Regions from separate parts of the Mus musculus genome. Here region 2 is linked to region 1. A link is a contact called in public Hi-C data. All regions are on one chromosome and are shown on one strand. Each heading gives the region's core, a stretch centred on a gene start, on an enhancer-like site or on the middle of the called end of the contact. The rest is flanking DNA. Distances are from core to core; before and after follow the strand shown.

Region 1 (2,913 bases), core at 267-2,766:
TGAGTTTATTGAGATACAGAGCTTGCTTCTTTTCATCAGTAGTGCTTCAGTTGAAAATCTTAGTAGAGGCTCTGTGGAGTTAACACATGCCTATTAAAGTTTGCTGCATTTTCCTTTCGTTGTTGCCTTTGCCCCTTTGTGGTAAGAAGGATCAAACCGAGAGCCTGCATTCATTGAGTTCTTCTACTAAGTTTATCACTGTTCACTATGATCAGTTTTCAAGTTAAAAATTTTCTTTTAGGTTTTAATTTAAATAGCCCTAGTATAGATGTTTAAATTTATCAAATTTAATCTACTGATTAATAGTGTGTCAATTTGTTCAATTGATTTGTCTCCTTTTACCAGAGATTTTAGAGCATGGTTGGGTGGTTTGTATTGCTTTGGGCATGAGATGAATCAAGATTGGTAGAAAAGAGCTGCTCAATTCATGATAGCCAGGAAGCAGAACAGGTGGGAGGAGTCAGTGACCAGATACAATCATTAACATGTCTCCATCTAGGTCTCACCTCTGAAAAATGTGATCACCTCCAATAATGCTATTAGATTATGAAACTATTTGTGGATTAATCCACTTTTTAGGTCAAAACATCCATGATTTTAACACGGGATTTTGGAGACACTTTATATACAAATCATAACATATAAAAAATGAAGTAAATTTGTTTTCAGCTTTATGACTCATTATTATCAATTATTCGAATACACAGTGTTTATTTATTTATTGCCTCTATGTGTACATGCATGTGGGGGCCAGAGGTCAACTTCAGATGTCTTTCTCAATCGCTTTTCACCTTAATTTTTTTTTTTAAGGACAGGGTCCCTCTATTTAGCTCTGGCTGTCTTAGAACTCTCTCTGTAGACCCGACTGGCTTCAGAACTCAGAGATCTGCCTGCCTCTGCATCATTAAGTCATGCACCATTATGCACAGTTCTTAATTTTTGAAACAGGATTTTCCTGCCCTGGAGCTCAGGCTGGCTGGGTAAAGAGCTCTGGAAATGCATTTGTCATGCACTAGGCCAACATACTTACGCTGCCGTGTCTAGCTTTCACGTGTTAGGGATCTGAACTCAGTCCTCAAGCTTGTGTAGCAGGCTTTCTGCTGACTGAGTTCTCTCTCCTCTAGAGCTTGCATTTCTAGAGCTTACTAGAAAGCCCCATCAAGTGGTTTGTACTGATTTTGGGGGTGGGGGTGGGAGCAGATAGTTTTTATCTCTAAACATTTTTACATCCTGAAAGTAGTTTGCATTTTTCCTTTTAAAATTTTATGAAATCAGTGGTTTGCAATCACAGGTACCATGAGGTCTTAATTGATGGTTCTTGCATTAGAAGTAGGGCATACTACTTGTACTACATATCTCTACTGCTAACATATATTTCTTCTGTGGGGTTCTGGTATTTTTGCTACAGTAAGCATGGAGTCTGTGCAGTAGCACACATGGAGTCTGTGCAGTAGCACACATGGAGTCTGTGCAGTAGCACACATGGAGTCTGTGCAGTAGCACACATGGAGTCTGTGCAGTAGCACAGCACGCACTGTCTGAAGAAGCCCGACTGCAGCTGCTGTCCTCTAGCCTTCACAGGCCAGGGTTATGTTCTTGCTTTTTATTTTCACTCTTGTGCTAAGACACTTTTCACACTGTTACCTGGGCTGTTGCTGCTCTTCTGACATTTTAAACTTACTGAATTAAATCATAAAAGCACCCTTTTGTTTCCATGTTTACAACATTTACATAACAACCAAGAAATGAAGTTCGTTTAGATGTTTTTGAAAAAAAAAATACATCTTTTGGAATCTAGTGAAAGCTTCTTTAACAAACAAACAAACAAACAAACAAATAGATTTACCTTAAAATCGAGTCTGTGAGCAGATGGGTACAAGTACTGGTAGAAGCCAAAGGAAGATATCCAATCTCCTGGCAATGGAGTTACAGATTGTGAGCTACCTAATGCGGGTCCTGGGAACTGAAGTTGGGTTGCAAGAACAGTATGCTGAGCTATCTCTTCAGCTGAAGAGTACCTCATCTGGTTTATATTCCTTTCAGTCTCTTTGCTTTGCTTTTACTCCTTCTATGCCCTAGATAGTTTCACTTTGTTGGCATGATCAACATCCTGTTTTGTCACATTTCTGTGAGCAGTAGTAGGGTGTCAAATGCTTTACTATCAATAAACATAACTGAGGTTGGGTTTGTTTACTTTTTAGATTACTTGTGAACTGGCCCTCCTGCCTTCCTATTCCTTTCTCTTTGCTTTTTGCTCTGTCATTATCTCACACCTCTGATGCCAAGAGACTAAAATGTCAAGGACTTTGAATCAAGATGTTGTTAGTATCAAACAAAATTTCCCACTCTTCTCTTCCTCAGTTAAGGAAAAGTTATTGGCCAAAAGCAGACCTCCTACTTTCTCTTCATTATTGCTTTTCTTCTCCCTAGGCCTTTCATTTATTTCACTATACTGATCAAATAATTGCAATTTATATTAAATATGTACTCAAGATGTACTTGAAATACTTCAGATAATTTAATATAATCTCTTTTTTGCTACCTGTCAGATGTGTACAACTTTTTTGCTACTTTGTATAAATTTCTCAGTGTTCAAGGTGAGGTTTCCTACGTTCTTTTATTATTTTTCATCAGTTTTTAGAAGACTACTTTATCTATCATGGTTGGATTTCCCTCTGGCTCAGTTTTGATATTTCTCTCCTATAGTTATGTTTTTCCCTCAGTCAGGTACCTTTGAAATCACCAAAGATTCTCTTTCTAGTGAGTAGCAATTAGTGCTTTGGTCCTCCCTAATTCTATCTTTGAGAACATTTCTGGTATGATATATACTTCCCCCACCCCCGATTTTAGGAGTGTACTTTTTAAGGAAGTCCAAGTTTTTCCATCTTATTTAGCATACCTTCTTATTTACTC
Region 2 (2,900 bases), core at 330-2,829, 66 kb after region 1:
AAACCCTTGAGGTTATCTGCAAGAATTGTTTAGAAATAAAAGAACTGAAGTCAGAGGTCAAACATAAAACACATCTACAGAATGGCCTTCACATTTTTAGATCTGCATGATCCAATCCAGTAGCCACTTGCCACATGTGGATATTAAAACTTTATTCAAATTCACACAAAATTTGAAATTGTTCTTCGGTTTTACTACTATATTTCGAGATCTCAAAATCCAGATGTGGACAGTCGTTAGTATGGGCAATACAACAATATTTTCATCATCTCAGAAACCACCTTGGGCAGGGTTTGAATCAATGGCTCACCTGGGCATGATTTTCCTTCTCAGGGAACGTTTGTTAGCCTGGAGGTATTTTCACTTGTATCAAGTGAGAGAAGGGGCACACTATTCTTTGTGGAAATGTAGGGATGGTGTTAGGCATCCTGCAACCTCTACAGCAATAAATTACCCTGCCCCAAATCTCAATAGTTCTGTATTTAGAAAAAAAAAAAAAAAAACTCTAGAGCCGGGCAATGTGGTGCACGCCTTTAATCCCAGCACACGGGAGGCAGAGGCAGGCGGATTTCTGAGTTTGAGGCCATTCTGGTCTACAAAGTGAGTTCTAGGACCGCCAGGGTTACACAGAGAAACCCTGTCTAGAAAAACCAAAAAAAAAAAAAAAAAAAAAAAGAAAAGAAAAGAAAAAAGAAACAGAAGAAGAAGAAGAAGAAGAAGAAGAAGAAGAAGAAGAAGAAGAAGAAGAAGAAGAAGAAGCAGAAGCAGCAACTCTAATAGAAATCCAGTTTCTCCTTCTAATATTCATAACACAAATCACTTTCCACCCACGGTGTTTCCCCACACCAACCAAATGACTACTAACTGCATTTAGGGGACACCAGCCACTAATTCAAATCTAATGGCAGGCAGGTCCTGCAGCTAGAGGCGTAGTCCCAAGATTGTGTGGCACCCTGCCCCTCCAGCTCCACATTAGATGCAAATCTGAAGTCCCAGGTTGTTTCAAGTATACTTAATGACCAACCAGCTGGCAATTGAGGTTCAACTGAGATTCAATTAATTGGGTTAAATTAATTATCTAGCTATCTCAAAGGCGGAGAAGCAAGTTATAGTCCTTTTAAAACCTAGAGCGTTTCAAAGTGTAGTCTAATCTTTGTAGCTAAAGAATATCAAAGTGATGGCTCCCCTAACTCAGAAGCGGCTAGAAGAGGACAGACCTTCAAAAGTACAGGGGTATGATGGAAGCTCTCTTGGCCTCTCCACCCCTGCCTCCACCATCAGGCACGCGCGCGCATGCGCCGCACTTTAAGTCGCCCCTTCGGAGGCGCTCCCCCCCACCCCCCACCCCCAGGTTCGTTTCTAGCCCAGCCTCGAGTGGAAGGTGGATAGATGCTCAGGACACTTCTTTAAACCGCGAACTGTGGAACTCTACTCCAATAGAGGCCGGAGCCCCAAGTCGGAACCACATTTCCTCGCTGACTTTCTGAGCTAGCACTTCCGCCCAGAGAGGGGCTGGAATCTCCGAGACCCTTCCGGCGCTTGCGAGGGATTGAAAAGGCACTTCCGGTGTCTGTTGCCAAGGCGCCGGCCGGCCCGCGGGCCGTGAGGGCGACACTGGTGGCGTCGTCCTCTGCCCCCCATCCCCGGGGGCGAGATGTCGGGGCTCAGCCACTTAGAGTCGGAGGGCTGCCGAAACCTACTCGGCCTGCTGGACAACGACGAGATCATGGCCCTTTGCGACACCGTCACCAACCGCCTGGTGCAGCCTGTGGACCGCCAAGGTAGGCGCCGGCAGGGGCCTTGTCACCCCCAGGGGTCGGGTCCGGTCGGGTCCGGTCGGGTCCGGTTGTCGCCGAAGCCCAGGGAAGGCCTCCGGGTTGGCGCTGCACAGCTCTGCAGCCTCCCCGCCCGCCGGCCGAGCCGGGTCCCGGCGCGCTGGTGAGTCGGACCGTGGTACCGGCTGGGCAAACTTTTGCGGACATGCGGACCCGGATGAGCACCAGATGAGCCCATTCCCATGATTTTTAAGAGCATCCCAGAGTATGTTTCAGTTTTCAGTTTCGATCTCCACGGAGATCAGTCAGCTCCTGCTGTTTTCTTTCAGCCCGAAGGGAAATAATAAACACTATTTGTCAGTGTCTTAGGTAAATACCCACCGAAACAAATAAAAGGCGGACAGTTTTAATCCACGTATGTCAAGGAATGCTCAGCCTCTTCGTCCTACATTCATTCCTAGTTGGGAAGTAGCAAGACCACAGCTTCTTTTGTTTTTGTTTTTTAAATCAAAAGGTTGTATAAAAGACAAAACGGACATATGTACGTTGCATTTATAAGACATTAAAAATATCCTTACTAAAATACATTAGTGAAACGAATGTTGTTGAAAAGAAAGGGATAGAAAATGACAGACAAAACAAAAAGAAGAACACCCTCAAGCCTCCAAAACAAACCACCAAATTTAGTAGCTATTCTGAAATGGATGGGGAAAAGGTGATAGCGTCTTTAGGGAAGTTGGAAATAGGGGCATCAAAGATACTGTGTGTCTGTGGAATAAGATCTTTGGAAGGTAGATGTAATGAGTGCATTGTCTTTTTCTTTTTCTTTTTTTTAATTCTTGCTATTTTGCAGCAGTAGTCTATTTGAAAGATATTTGGTCTGTGCTTTCAGCCCAACTTTTTAGTTTAAAAACATCTTGATGCTGCTGTTTTTCAGCTTCGATTATCTGTAAAATCAGAAGTTTGACAACATTCCTTGGTATCATATATTGTGATTTTAATCATTTTTTTCAAGGTTTATGGATCTTAGGTATTTGGGGCATAGAAATACATTTTTTTTCTGGGTCAGAAATTTTCTGGGTCACTGTGTAGTCCTGGCTGTCTTTGATTCACTTTGTAGACCAG

The links. Hi-C and Micro-C count contacts between places; a contact is called where the count stands out from the background.
Region 2: a Hi-C map of CD8 T cells shows a contact between it and region 1, with 2.2 times the contacts expected there. The contact joins the promoter of 4930453N24Rik here to the enhancer-like site in region 1. A contact is called at or near these places in 19 of 39 promoter capture datasets (the 3T3-L1 cell line, 3T3-L1-derived adipocytes, the C10 cell line and 12 more), 2 of 15 datasets of contacts at CTCF or cohesin (CD8 T cells and the NIH/3T3 cell line), 51 of 484 Hi-C or Micro-C datasets (3T3-L1-derived adipocytes, the AML12 cell line, the C10 cell line and 32 more), 19 of 115 datasets of contacts at active chromatin or transcription factors (the 230-238 cell line, CD8 T cells, the SCID.adh cell line and 10 more) and 3 of 9 other capture datasets (adipose tissue, liver and pancreatic islet).

The regions. Positions count from the first base shown.
Region 1 is chr16:64,835,529-64,838,441 of GRCm38.p6, reverse strand. All of the region lies in intron 1 of Zfp654 (zinc finger protein 654), which reads left to right. Among named protein-coding and RNA genes, the nearest start is that of Zfp654, 15 kb to the left of the region's middle. Within about 2 kb of position 1,516, at least 49 of the 459 cell types and tissues checked have an H3K27ac peak or open chromatin away from gene starts, as enhancers often do. A contact at or near this core is called in CD8 T cells, CD8 central memory T cells, the G1E-ER4 cell line and 11 more, where this site is marked.
Region 2 is chr16:64,769,618-64,772,517 of GRCm38.p6, reverse strand. It overlaps 4930453N24Rik (RIKEN cDNA 4930453N24 gene), which reads left to right and starts at 1,579. Exons shown (of 3, transcript NM_026273.2): 1 at 1,579-1,781. The coding sequence starts at 1,655.